2 separate regions of the Mus musculus genome follow, and region 1 is linked to region 2. Evidence: chromatin contacts called from public HiChIP or PLAC-seq data. All regions are on one chromosome and are shown on one strand. The core of a region is the stretch at or near the end of the contact, and the rest is flanking DNA. Distances in the headings are between cores, read along the strand shown. Region 1 overlaps Dlc1 (deleted in liver cancer 1). Region 2 has its middle 79 kb from the start of Trmt9b.

Region 1 (6,176 bases), core at 189-2,688, 230 kb after region 2:
TAAAAGGTCATGTCTTGAGGTTGTACAATCAGTTTCCCTTTACCACTTCCGAAGGCCAAATACCTGATTACAGTCCTACAGCCTGCCCCATCTCTGTACCATTCATCGATCATTTCTCTCCGCAAAATAGCAAAGCTTACCATTCTGCAAAGGTCAGCTCCCCATCTAGCCGTTTGCCCCAGGGTCCTCCAGGAGGAATAGAACAGAGAAAATAAGACACTGAAAATCAGGATGTTACCTGAGCCTAAAATTAGAGATAAAGGGGATGGGAAGGTATTCCGACGGAAACAAAACAGCAGCAGACACAAAAGCAAAACCAGTCTAGTTAGTTAAGCCTTAAGCCTCTTCTGATAGAGAGAGAGAGAGAGAGAGAGAGAGAGAGAGAGAGAGAGAGAGGAGGGAGGGAGGGAGGGAGGAAGGGAGGAAGGAAGGGAGAAAAGAAGGAAAAAAGAAAGAAAGAAAATTAAGAAAAGAGTGAACTACAATGCTATGGTTTAACAAAGACCAATGAAAACACAATGAGGCCAGTGCTAGTTAAAGGTGTAAGTTTGCCTCCTCCTTTGGTCTAACCTCAAGCAAAAAGGCTGGCGTTTTTGTTTGGGTTGGGTTTTTGGTGGTTTGATGATTTAAGTTACATGGTGTGATGAGAGTGGGATATCCCCTTACCCAGTCAAATCTGTACTAAAAAAAAAAAGATAAATATATCAAAATATAGAAATTAATATATATAAATATACTTCAAAATATAAAAAGCATATTCCCATCTTCCAGATGGATTAAGAAATCATTTTCTTTAAAATTGCTTAGGACCCCAGCACCTGAAGTACACACAATTTGATAGTTGAATGTTAACTCACGTTGATCCCTATAAATACATAAAGGTTCCCATTTGGGGACCTTCCCAGTCTGTTTACACACACCAGCAGGAAGGGGTCCACAATGCTATCCCATTGACTGTGACCTTGGACATGGAACTTCTGTCCCAGCTGCCTCTCAGCAGGGGACAGGCTTTTCAAGGATGCCTTTGCAAAGTTCTGGAATTTCCCTTGGGGTGACTTTGACAGATGCACTCGCATCACACAAAATCCCCTTTCCATATCATTATAGCTTGGTTTGAAACGGGGAATTCAGTGGACATTGGCTGTCCTATGAGGCCTCTATTTTACCCAGATTGGAGAAAATATTCCGGTTCTGTCACCTGAGTGTGACAAAGTGCGGCTGTAGGGCAGAGCCATACCTGGGTCACAGACCATTTCACTCCAAAGGCCGTTTTCCTCACTGGCTTTCTAAGTATGGGGAGCCTGGGAGTGCCTCAACCTCAGGGTGTGGGAGCCTTTTGTCCCTCAGACATCCTTTGGAGACTCCTACAGGAGAAGGAAGGCGCCTCTGTGACAGGAATCAGGAAGTGACTTCCAGTTCGCTCCGCAGGACACTTAGAGGCGGGGTGGGTAAGAGATCAAAATGTGGGTGGTGTCACAGACAACTGAGGGCCCAGCTCACCAGAGCTTAGGGTTCCGTTAGCTTTGGATTTGTCCTCCACTAGTGGAGAAGCCGACTTGAAAAGGCCACCGAGTAGAGTTAGGCATGGAGAAAAAAAGTACTCAGTGTCATAAAAACCTACATCTGCTAACAGAACTAAACCTGGGGTCAGGGGTGATGAAGAGAAACCTTCCCATTGTGTTGGTTTGGCTTACAAAGTTTACCCGCAGCACCCAAAAGCCTTCCTTCTTAGCAGGAAGAAATTTTGCAAGATGCCAGGCAACTATTTCCATTGATCTCTAACACAGACACTTCTCTCAGAAACCAACCTCCCAACACCCTCACTGGAGAAGGCACTGCTTAGTCCAGCCCAGTGGAGGTCTGACTTTGTAGATGTGGTATTCTGAGACTCTCACAGACGGTAAGGACAGACGCTCTTGTCTCTCTATCTGCTAGGCTGCAATCACATTACACAGATACCCCCAGGAAACAGCAGTCTTTGCAAGACTCTGTCAGAACATTCTAGAAAAGCGTGACTCTTGACTGTGAGTGAGGCTCTGTAACATGCAGAGTTGTCTTCCCGTCTGCCACTACTTAGGATAGCAAGCAAGAAAAAAAAAAAAACCTAGTACAAAGAAGGTCTAGGCGGAATCATGCGATGATTAACTGTCCCCGGGAAGTCTCTCCACCCTTATCATGGCTCATCATAATCCCCCACAATGGGGCCACCTAAGGGAGAAGTGTTGACAGACAGGGCAGGCTGACAGACAAGACAGACCTCCCCAGCTGGAAATCTACCCTTTCCACATCAACTGAGTGTCCCCCTAGAGCAGGCCCCCCCTCCCACCCCAGCTCAACCTCAACAGAAAGAAATGAAATTATGAGATGAAGACGCTCCAGAAATAAACTATTTGTAAGTCCCCAGTAACCTCTGATGGCTAATTGTTACAATTGTTTCTATGGTATTGTTTCTATTGTGACTCTTTGTCTAATCTACGGATTTGATTGTAGGAATGTATTCAAGAAGAAAAAAAACCAAACCAAACCAAACCAAACCAAACCAAACCAAACCAAACCAAACCAAACCAAGGTACACACAAGGATGGGCACTGCGTATGGTTTCAGGAATGCCCTGGGAGCTTGAAACTTATTCCCTAAGGATAAAAGAGGGCCAGTGTAATTTGAGACTGAAAATAAAAAAGACCCACTACTGATCTCACACATTCAAAGCCGTAACGTGTACCTATAAAACAAATTGTAACCCTCCTGCGTGGTCTCCCTTCAAAGCCTACTCATACTTAACTCTGCATTCCTCCACCGGAAATGGCCAAAGTCAGAAATAGAGACAGCTGTGAAAAAGACAGATCTGTTCCAAAACCCGTTTTCCTTCTCAGTCCACAGCCCGAGGAAGAACGTGGGCTTGTGTTTTTCAGGTCAGGGCTGATATTAACTCTTCATAAACTGGGCATTCTAACTTGACCTTGACTACACAGGAGGGAACTTTTTACAGATGGGCCATGATTAAAAAAAAAAAAAAAAGACTAAGAGACAGCTATGCTTAGAGACTAGAATCATTCTTGGCCATTGTCTCTTAGCGCACATTATCACTGGCCTGTAGAATTGTTAAACGTGACAGCCACCTTTCCCCTTTTCTCCTGCTTTGTCTGGCGCGCCTGGAGCCTGGGGTACCTGGGCCAGGTTGGGTTCTGACGCTCTCTGTACAGCATGGAGACGTCAGGTCTGCACTGGTTTGGTAATATCCAGGGAGGAAGCAGAAACATCTGAGGTTATTTTTACTTCTGCAGGTCCTCTGGCTGTACAGGGTGGATCAAGTATTGTCTGGAGCCCTTTAGGACTCTTTTTTTTTTTTTTTTTTTTTTTTTTTTGCATGGCCTCATTTCCGTCTTCCTGTTGCTAGGAAAGGGAGTTAGGCATGAGAAACTTGTGTTTACAATACTGGCCCATCCTGTGCAGAACAAGGCTCTCTTCAAAAGAGTCCCATTTAGTTCACTCACTGTACTCTGGATGCCCCCAGCTCTTCTGGACCAAACCACCCTCCCTTGAATATTTCCAAATTGAGTATTTACTCGGTTAGGTCATAAAAATACCCCTCTCATTTAAACATTGCATCATGCTTTTAAGATCTCCACAGGGACACCCAGGAAAACCCAAGTACTAATTTTTGTATTTGAAGCCACCTCTTGGAGCCTCCTCACCGAGCCTCAGATTGGAAGTATCTTGCATGAGTCTCCTCTTTCCCCTTTAAGCCCCACATCGCTTCTACCAATAGGAGCTGGAGTACCAGACAGCTTAGAAGCCACTTGATTTAGTAATAGCTTGCTGCGGTCATAACACATCTATTGGCCTGTTCTATTGGTCTTTGTTCTTTTAACCACAATAAGGCCGAAGGGCAAACTGTCTTGCATGTATTCCACAATTAAAGAAAACTCCTTGGGTTGCTTCAGCATACTGAAATCTGAAATGGTTTACCATCCTCTTCACTCTTTGGAAAGTGGTGAGCATTAGAGCTACCAAAAAAAAAATAAATAAATAAAATAAATAAATAAATAAATAAATAGGGGAACTTAGAATACAAGTGACTGAGAGCAGCCTTCATCCACTCTAGGGCAAAGACCTAAGCTGGAGACCACATGTCTAGATTGCAGGCTCTATGACTTGGGGAAAAGTCAGCGCCTTATTCCTGGGCTTTTGGTGTCATTTGGCTCAGAAGAAAGTAAAGGCAATTTGTCAAAAGCAAACTCTGAGGGAAAAAGAAGAAAACCCAGCTTGAGAGAAAGTCTGTCTGCCTTGCTTCGCTTGAAACTCTCTGAACAGTAGTACTAATGAAAAAATTATGCACCCAGGCTAGGGCTTTGCTGCAAGTCTGGCACGCCTCAATAAAAGTGAACACAGGCGATCTCCAACATTTTCTCAGGAAATGTCTTGAAATAACTTCTGACGGCACATCTGCTAACCATTTGACACTCAGTCCTTCCTCAGGACTTTGGCTCTTCTGTTAGGGGGGCTGCTGCCTCGCAGGGCACCCCTCTGACCATCTGCTGCAATCTGCTTGCCAAGATGGCACCGGGTAGTCCATTAATTCCACCCTTATGGTCAGCAAATTATCCCGCAGAGGACTAGCCTGCAGTCCAGATGGAAGCAGAATTAGTCAACCTCTTAGAGCCGCTGATAGGTTTACATTTTGAGGGGCTGCAGTCCACTGGGCTATTATTTCCCCTCATCCCTTCAGAAAACAGATTTCTGCAGGGTTAAAAAAAAATGTAACTTGAGACTGGGCATTCTGCCTTCTCCAGAGCCTGATTTTTTTTTCCCCTACTCAAATGCGTCACATATGCCACCCCCACGAATCTTTTGGTAATGGATGGCCCGTGCCTAGGCTGCATTCCTCCGAATCACCAAGCCACAGCTTGAAACCACCTCTCGCCTCTAGAGAATGAGCCCATTGGTGACCACATTGGGTGTAAAAAGCCTCATTGAAAGCAAAACCGGATGGGGAGATATATTTTTCTTCCCCCTCTACTGCGCTGATTAATGACTTAGGCAGGGTTTCTCTTTTAGTTATTGGCATAATTTGCGAACAGAGTGAACTTCAGTATCCGTCACCCGCTAGGTACTTTACCTATTTGATGCTCACAACTTCCACTTGTGTCAAAAGTTACTACTCAGGGTTGGGGACAGCACAGTGAGGATGTGCCACTTCCCCAGGGTCGCGCATCAAGAGGGATGCTGGTCCCGAGTTCATTTCCCCAACCTCAGTCCTCGCACCAGAGGCCATGCGCTGAAATGACTCGCAGAGACAGAAAACCACACCAACAGGGTGGGCTATTGCTCTAGAAGCAACCCTTAAGAAGGATCAAAGGCTCTCAGCTACTGACGTTGGAGGAGGGGACAGGGGCGCAGGGTGGGGAATTAGTCCAAGACGCCGTCGCCGCTCAAAAAAAAAAAAAAAAAAAAAAAAAGCCACAGGCCTGGAGTCTTGCTTCCTTCCTTTCCCCAGCCCACGGACTCTTTCTCCCTCGCCAAGGGCGTGGGCATCTGGTGGGGTTTTTCAGGAACCGCGTCCAACCACACAGCGGGAAAGCGCTGGGTTCCTAGCTGGAACCCCACGTGCAACGGGGGTTGTGGGTAGCTAAGGAGCAACCCCTACTTAGCCCGCCCAGGCTCAGAGATCCCCGGCGTTTAAAAAAAAAAAAAAAAACAGGCGAACGCAACAAAAGAACAGAGCTCTTAAATAGTGCTAAGGAAACATTTTTTCCCGAAGTACAGCTTAAAGTCTACACAGCCCCTTAAATAATGCACTCTTAGGGAGAAGACAAAGCTGATTTGAGACTTGTAGGGTGGCAAGAAGAGATGGAACAGTCTCCAAAAGAAGTCCAAAAGGGGTTGCTCGCCCCTCGGGGCCCGAGGCCAGAAGGAATAGTATGAGTCTAAGTCACCCGGACGCCAGTCCCCAGTCCCCAGGCAATACATGGTCAAGGGACATGACCCGGTGTTAAACTCTCCAACAAACCCTGACCCAAGCTGCTTAAGCACACACGTTCTACTAACGAAAGCCTGGGGCTCCTCCTCTGCAAGCGTGTCAAAACACACAATCACAACACGGACTTGGCAGGGCAGCGTGACAAGTCCTCCTCACCCGGATCCCCTCAGCAGTTGACCCCAGCCAGACTAGTCCA
Region 2 (6,129 bases), core at 684-3,183:
ATTTATGAACGACATTGAGTTCTTTACTATGAGCAGTGCAGAAACTTTAAGCTCATTTCTGTAAATTTGTGTTTTATAACCTACACATAAATAAAATCTTTAAATATACTTCATGTTAAGGTTTTCATACAGACTTATAGATAATATCATTTAAATTATGCTCCTGGCTCTGCCTATAAAAGGGAGAAAAGACTGAGGGAGGCAGTATGATTAAATATAGAGCCAAGGCCCTGACTATCTGACAGACCTGGGATTGAATTTTGGCTCTGTCCTGTCTGTGTGACTTTGAGTAGGTCACTTCATCTCACAGAGTCTGTTTTCTCATGGCGAATGTGAGAGTTTATGACACCGAGGTCTGAAAATGTTTGGACTTAGCAAGAACGGAGACCGGAGAACGATGATTCATGGCCTTAGACATGCTAAATGTTAGACATGGTGGAGCTTTAAAAAAAACAATACCTACAGGGAGTTGAACTAAGAGGACAGCTAGGACAGTCTTTGCTGCAGAGTGAGACCCGGTGTCTAAGAAACAAGACAGGAAGAGAAGGCAAACAAAAGTAAGCCAAGCAACAGTAACAGAACACACCAGCCCAGGTAGCAGACTCAGAGAGTCTTCAACAGCACTTTCGGGGGACAAAATGCACCGGGGCAGCATTTACAAAGCGTCACAGGAGGCGCTGATACATAAGTCGGGCCCTGCGTCTCGAAGCTCTGTCCTTGGCTGTATACACATTGGCTCTGTCATGCCTCTTTCAGGAGTTGCTGCTCTAACATGGTGAGATGTTCCTACTCAATCCCGGTGATACATTGCTAGTTTGTTAGCTAGTAATACAGTTGCTCTATTGTACTGCATGGTAGCTCTTGTGCTAAATGTTTGAAACACACACACACACACACACACACACACACACACACACACACAATCACACTCACTCTCTCACACGCACTCCCAAAATAGAAGCACACTGTTCTACTGCCTGCTCTCTTGTGCTGTTTTGGGAGAGATGTCAGCCAATTCTTAGCATTGTCCTATACAGTGTGCCCTTTATCTTTTGTGAGAATTTACCTTTTAGTTAACTTTTAAAATTTGATTGCAATGGACTCTGATTTGGACTCCTTTGTGCTTATCTGACTTGGGTTGTTTGAACAGCTTGGATCAGTGATAACTTTATCATCCCATGTCGCAAATCTACTCTCTCTCTCTCTCTCTCTCTCTCTCTCTCTCTCTCTCTCTCTCTCTCTCTCTCTCTCTCCCTCTCTCCCTCCCTCTCTCCCTTCCTTTCCCCTCCCTCCCTTCCTCCTTCCTTCCTTTTTGAGCTAGGGAACAATTTTATTGAAGTTTAAAAGAAAAGCCCCAGGGCAAGCAAGCTGTTAAGGCTCATCAGCTGCCTGGAAGAGGGCTTAGAAAAGAGGGGAAAAGCCACGCCCACTGAGCTAAAGGAGATCAGCCACTTGGAGAGCTAGTAGCCATGTGGCAGGAATGGGAGGTTTAGTGAGCCTTAAGGAAAACATGCTATAGATAGCTAGAAAGAAGAACAGGGTAAGTTAGACTTTCATGAGTAATTCTGCAAACTGAGCAGGCTAACAAAGCTGTGTGGCTACTGCTCGGTAAGGACTTGCCCGCCATTATGTTTTAAAAAGTTGTGTGTGTGTGTGTGTGTGTGTGTGTGTGTTTGTCTGTGTCTGTGTGTGTATCTGTGTATATGTGTGTGTGAGTGTGTGTGTGTGTATCTGTGTGTGTGTGTGTATCTCTCTCTCTCTCTGTATCTGTGTGTGTGTGTGTGTGTGTATCTGTGTGTGCGTATCTGTGTGTATGTGTGTATCTGTGTGTGTGTTCTTTCTGGGATCCAAGTGGATGTGTGTTGTGTTGCCTGAGCTTGCCCCCTGGGTCTGATACCTTTCATCTCCAGCTTTTCCAGCCTTGCTTTCTCATCTGTGTTACTGATTTCACGTAAGCCACTAAGCTCATCTGAGGAACTCACTGTTTCGCCTGGGAACTCTCTCAGCTCATGTTCCATTACTCGATCTATGCAGGCTCACTGTGTGCCCTAGACTTCTAGGGCTGCTTCTCTTAAGTACATTAAATTAGGCAGGATCTTAGAGCCCAGCCTAGACATCTGTCTACAGTTAAAGTCAGAGAACAGGGAGACATGTCCCAGGGAGGATATGAAGGGGCCAAAAGAGACCTCACCACTCACCTAACAAATGTCACAGCTTGAGAAACAGAACAACCAGTGTTCATAAAGTACATCACTAAGGACGAGTCAGAAAGGCGGGAGGAAACGGGGACTCCAGAAGTCATTTATTTTAATACTAGAGATTGAACCCACAGTCTTACATATGCTCTACCAGTGAGCTATATCCCAGACCTGAAAAAAATCAAAATCATTATCCTATTAAAACAGAATTTGTATTTCTGACAATATGGTAGCCGTGGTTCTCTGTGAAAGCATATTGTGATGAGATAGCACACTTTAGAGTTACCACTCAGGGTGACAGTTCATCCAGGGATAGTGACTGGCGATTGCAAAACACCCAGAAAGCATGGATCTTGGCATACGGTGTGGGCCGCACAGAATCCAATTTCTTAGAATTACTCTTCTCGTATTCTAGGTCATTTCTTTAAAAAGAGTTTGGTCAAAAATTCAGCAACCAATGGCCACAGAGCAGAAAGCACTTATCGACATATCCTCACTTTCTTCTAGCATTTCAGATAAGCCAGAGCTAATATAAAAGCCTCATAAAATTCTTATCTACCGCTTGATATTCTGCTCATTAAAAAAGCCAGTACCATGCATGGTTAGCTATCCATCAGCAGCAGAATTACTGTACTTGTTAGAGATGAATAAATGAGGTGGCCCTTACTTGCTTATTCTTAGTGAGATAAGGAGGAACACAGCAGTGGGTCGCTTTCATTCCTGCTCAGATTGCCATCGCTCACTGAGTAACTACAGCCCTACATCCTTTAACAACTAGAATAGAGTCTAAGAGGCAATCTCTTGGTACTGCAAACATCACAAAGCACACTTACATAAGAAGAGATTAGACTTGGTACAAGAAAAAAATTACTCAATCTAGAGACTCTGTGCACCCGAGATCCATAAGCAGACTGCTCCCATGTGACAAGGCAGGCTGTCTCACAGTTGACATGTATGAATAGAAGTGAACTCCAAAATGACCATAAAAGTTAGTATAATGAATATCAGTACTGGTAATACAGTCATTTATCATCAGGACCAAGTATCATGTACCATAATAATCACACTGCTATACTTTTACAGGTTCCATAGTATGGTAGCTTTGTCTGTAGTAACATAACCATGAACATGAGTAACTCGTATTCTATAACATTAAAAACACTGTATTTAAAAAGTAAGCTACCAGCCCAGGGTGGTAGTGGTGTATACCTTTAACTGCAGCATTCAGGTGGCAGAAGTAGGCAGATCTCTGAGTTTGAGGTAAGCTTGGTCTACAGAGTAAGTTCCAGGCTACCCAGGGTGACACAGAGAAACCCTATCTCAAAACAACCACAAAAACAAAACGTGTAAGCTCCATTTTCATCTTATGAGACTCTTGCATATTGACTATGACAATGATAATTGGCTCTGATTATGACAATATCCTGATGGATGTGACTGTATTTGACAGTTCTCTAGGTGGCCATCACTGAGTTATAGACAAAAATAAACAAGGTGGAAGTAGAACACTTTTGTCTCTACTATTGGTCTTAAAAGAAAACGAAAAGACTAGAACAAATAGTATAGAATTTTAAAGAGCTTGGTGGATCCCATGTGTACCAATTGGTACCAACAACCACCAAGCAAGGGGGAAGTTTTCCCCACTCCCCACCTCCCTCACTGAAACAAATATAAATATGAAAAAAAAAATTTTTTTTGGGTAATCCGTATTATGAAAAAGTGGCACCTAACTCTAAAGAGCTGACAACTGTGGAAATAAAGCTAACATGGGAAAGAAGGATCAACAGACTCAGTGACGTAAGAAGACAATAACGTATCCTAAGGCAAGAACGTTGGCTCTGAAAAGGAAGTAGAGCCCTGAAACCACTTAAATAATGAGAGGAGGTACGGTTAGTTGTTTTATTGCTGCAACAAATTACCTGACAGAACAACTTAAGGAAGGAAGAGGGAGTGTTTGTTTGTTTGTTTGTTTGTTTACAGTTCTAGGTTAAGCAGTCTGTCTTGGCAGGGAATGGGGTGGCAGTAGGAAGAGGAGGTGGCTGGTCACAGTAAGTCCTTAGTCAGAAAACAGAGATAAATGCTGTGCTGAGCTCTCCTTCTCCGTGTATTCAGTCTGGGACACTAGCTCAGTGAACAGTACTACCCACGTATATGGCAGATCTTCTTACTTCAATTTAATAATCTAAATAAGCCCTCACAACTATACTCAGGGACCTATTTCCACGGGAATCCCCAATCGCATCTAGTTGATAGTCGAGATTGACCCTCACAGAAGATACCCTTTCGGATGTTTGATGTATAAATAGCCAGCGTTGTACATCACGTAAGTACAGTTCAGAATGTCTTCCTTACACTCTCTCTAGCATTCTTGGAGACCTAGTGACTCAGAACACATACCAGCTCCTGCACATCAAACACAGTAAATAAATAAATGATTTTAAATCTCAGGAAAGAGGAACGCTCACCCTTTCCACCTTTGGTGGGCACCTCAATCTCGAAGCAACAAGACATCAGTTGGTATGGGCTTGGATGGGATCCTTTCTCCGGTCCATCATCATTGCCTGCTCTGAGAGTGGAGGATAGAAATTGATTCCACAGGGAAAGCCATAACCCACCCCCCCACACCACCCCCACCGCTGAGCATCTACAACACAAGCTCTACATCTCAGGCTCAGGGAACCCCATGAAAGGTGTTTATGTTTGTCTGTCTGCCCTCAGCCTGGGAAATGTTGGGAGAGTTCCAGGTACCCATACTCCTAATAATTTACTACGCTAAGTTTTAGGCAACCCTAGAAATAAGATCCATATTCTTTCAGTACATGCTGGAGAAATGACAATTGCCACTTCAACTTTCTTGAAAATTTATTCTCCCCTAAACTCTATCATTGTGTCTCAAGAGACACAGCACAATACACATATCATACACAAACTACACAAACACCTATAAATACACATACATACAAACACATACACACATATGTATGCATACATACTCATACACACATACATACATACATATATATATATACACACATATACATACACACACCTATCAACACACATATATACACACATACACATATACACATATGTATCCATATATACTCATACACACATACATACATACACACACATATATATATACACACATATAATCATACAGACACACATATACATACACATACACACCTAAAACACACATCATATACTCACATATATACATATATATACACACACTCAGACACAGACACATAGAGAGAAAGAGAGACAGAGAGAGAGAGAGAGAGACTTATTCCCTATTTCTTCCTTTCTATGGATTGAGACTTAAACTTTTTTATAAGTTCCAAATTTCTTTCTATTTAATAAAAATGTCTTTTAAATTAAGACTATTGAAAACAATCTTATAATAGGATTCATGTCTGATACAATGTGGAAAAGAACTAAGTCTAACCCTTTGAAAAGGAATTAAGAGTAAAATTAATTTAGCAGGATTGACGAGTCTAGCACACGATGCTAGAAATAAGTCTTTGTCTAATGAATAATGCATGATTTCTTCGGCTCAGATTGCTCTCTTCATATTCCTTTATTTTCTCCTGCTGTAAACAGATCTATATCAGTTATCAGAACTGCTCTAGTGAGCATGATGCTCAATAATTGGTTGCAAAGTTTCTCAAAAAGTATAGTAGAAAAAAAAAAAACATGTTGAAGATGCAGTTGCCTTGGAAACCCAAGCATCTGTATGAACTGAAGAGGAGCAGCTTACCTGGGTTTTGCTTCAAGTCCACGACAATTACTGTGCTAGTGCCCGTAGGGACATCTAATTGATGATGCTCCTTGGTATTTGAACTTCAGCTCTGCTCTGAACAGAACAGAACAGAACGAACCGTACTGAATAACAATGAACGCTCCAAACAACAGAGAGAGCTGAACT

Evidence for each region. HiChIP or PLAC-seq counts read pairs in DNA pulled down with a chosen protein or histone mark.
Region 1: a contact with region 2 is called in an H3K27ac HiChIP or PLAC-seq map of extraembryonic endoderm stem cells, with 2.0 times the contacts expected there. The contact joins two enhancer-like sites. A contact is called at or near these places in 4 of 484 Hi-C or Micro-C datasets (cerebellum, embryonic stem cells, trophoblast stem cells and 1 more) and 6 of 115 datasets of contacts at active chromatin or transcription factors (astrocytes, cardiomyocytes, embryonic stem cells and 3 more).

Annotation. Positions count from the first base shown.
Region 1 is chr8:36,607,358-36,613,533 of GRCm38.p6, forward strand. The region is part of intron 5 of Dlc1 (deleted in liver cancer 1); the gene reads right to left. Among named protein-coding and RNA genes, the nearest start is that of Trmt9b, 150 kb to the left of the region's middle. Within about 2 kb of position 1,439, at least 42 of the 459 cell types and tissues checked have an H3K27ac peak or open chromatin away from gene starts, as enhancers often do. A contact at or near this core is called in extraembryonic endoderm stem cells, where this site is marked.
Region 2 is chr8:36,375,723-36,381,851 of GRCm38.p6, forward strand. No RefSeq gene overlaps it. Among named protein-coding and RNA genes, the nearest start is that of Trmt9b, 79 kb to the right of the region's middle. Within about 2 kb of position 1,934, at least 15 of the 459 cell types and tissues checked have an H3K27ac peak or open chromatin away from gene starts, as enhancers often do. A contact at or near this core is called in extraembryonic endoderm stem cells, where this site is marked.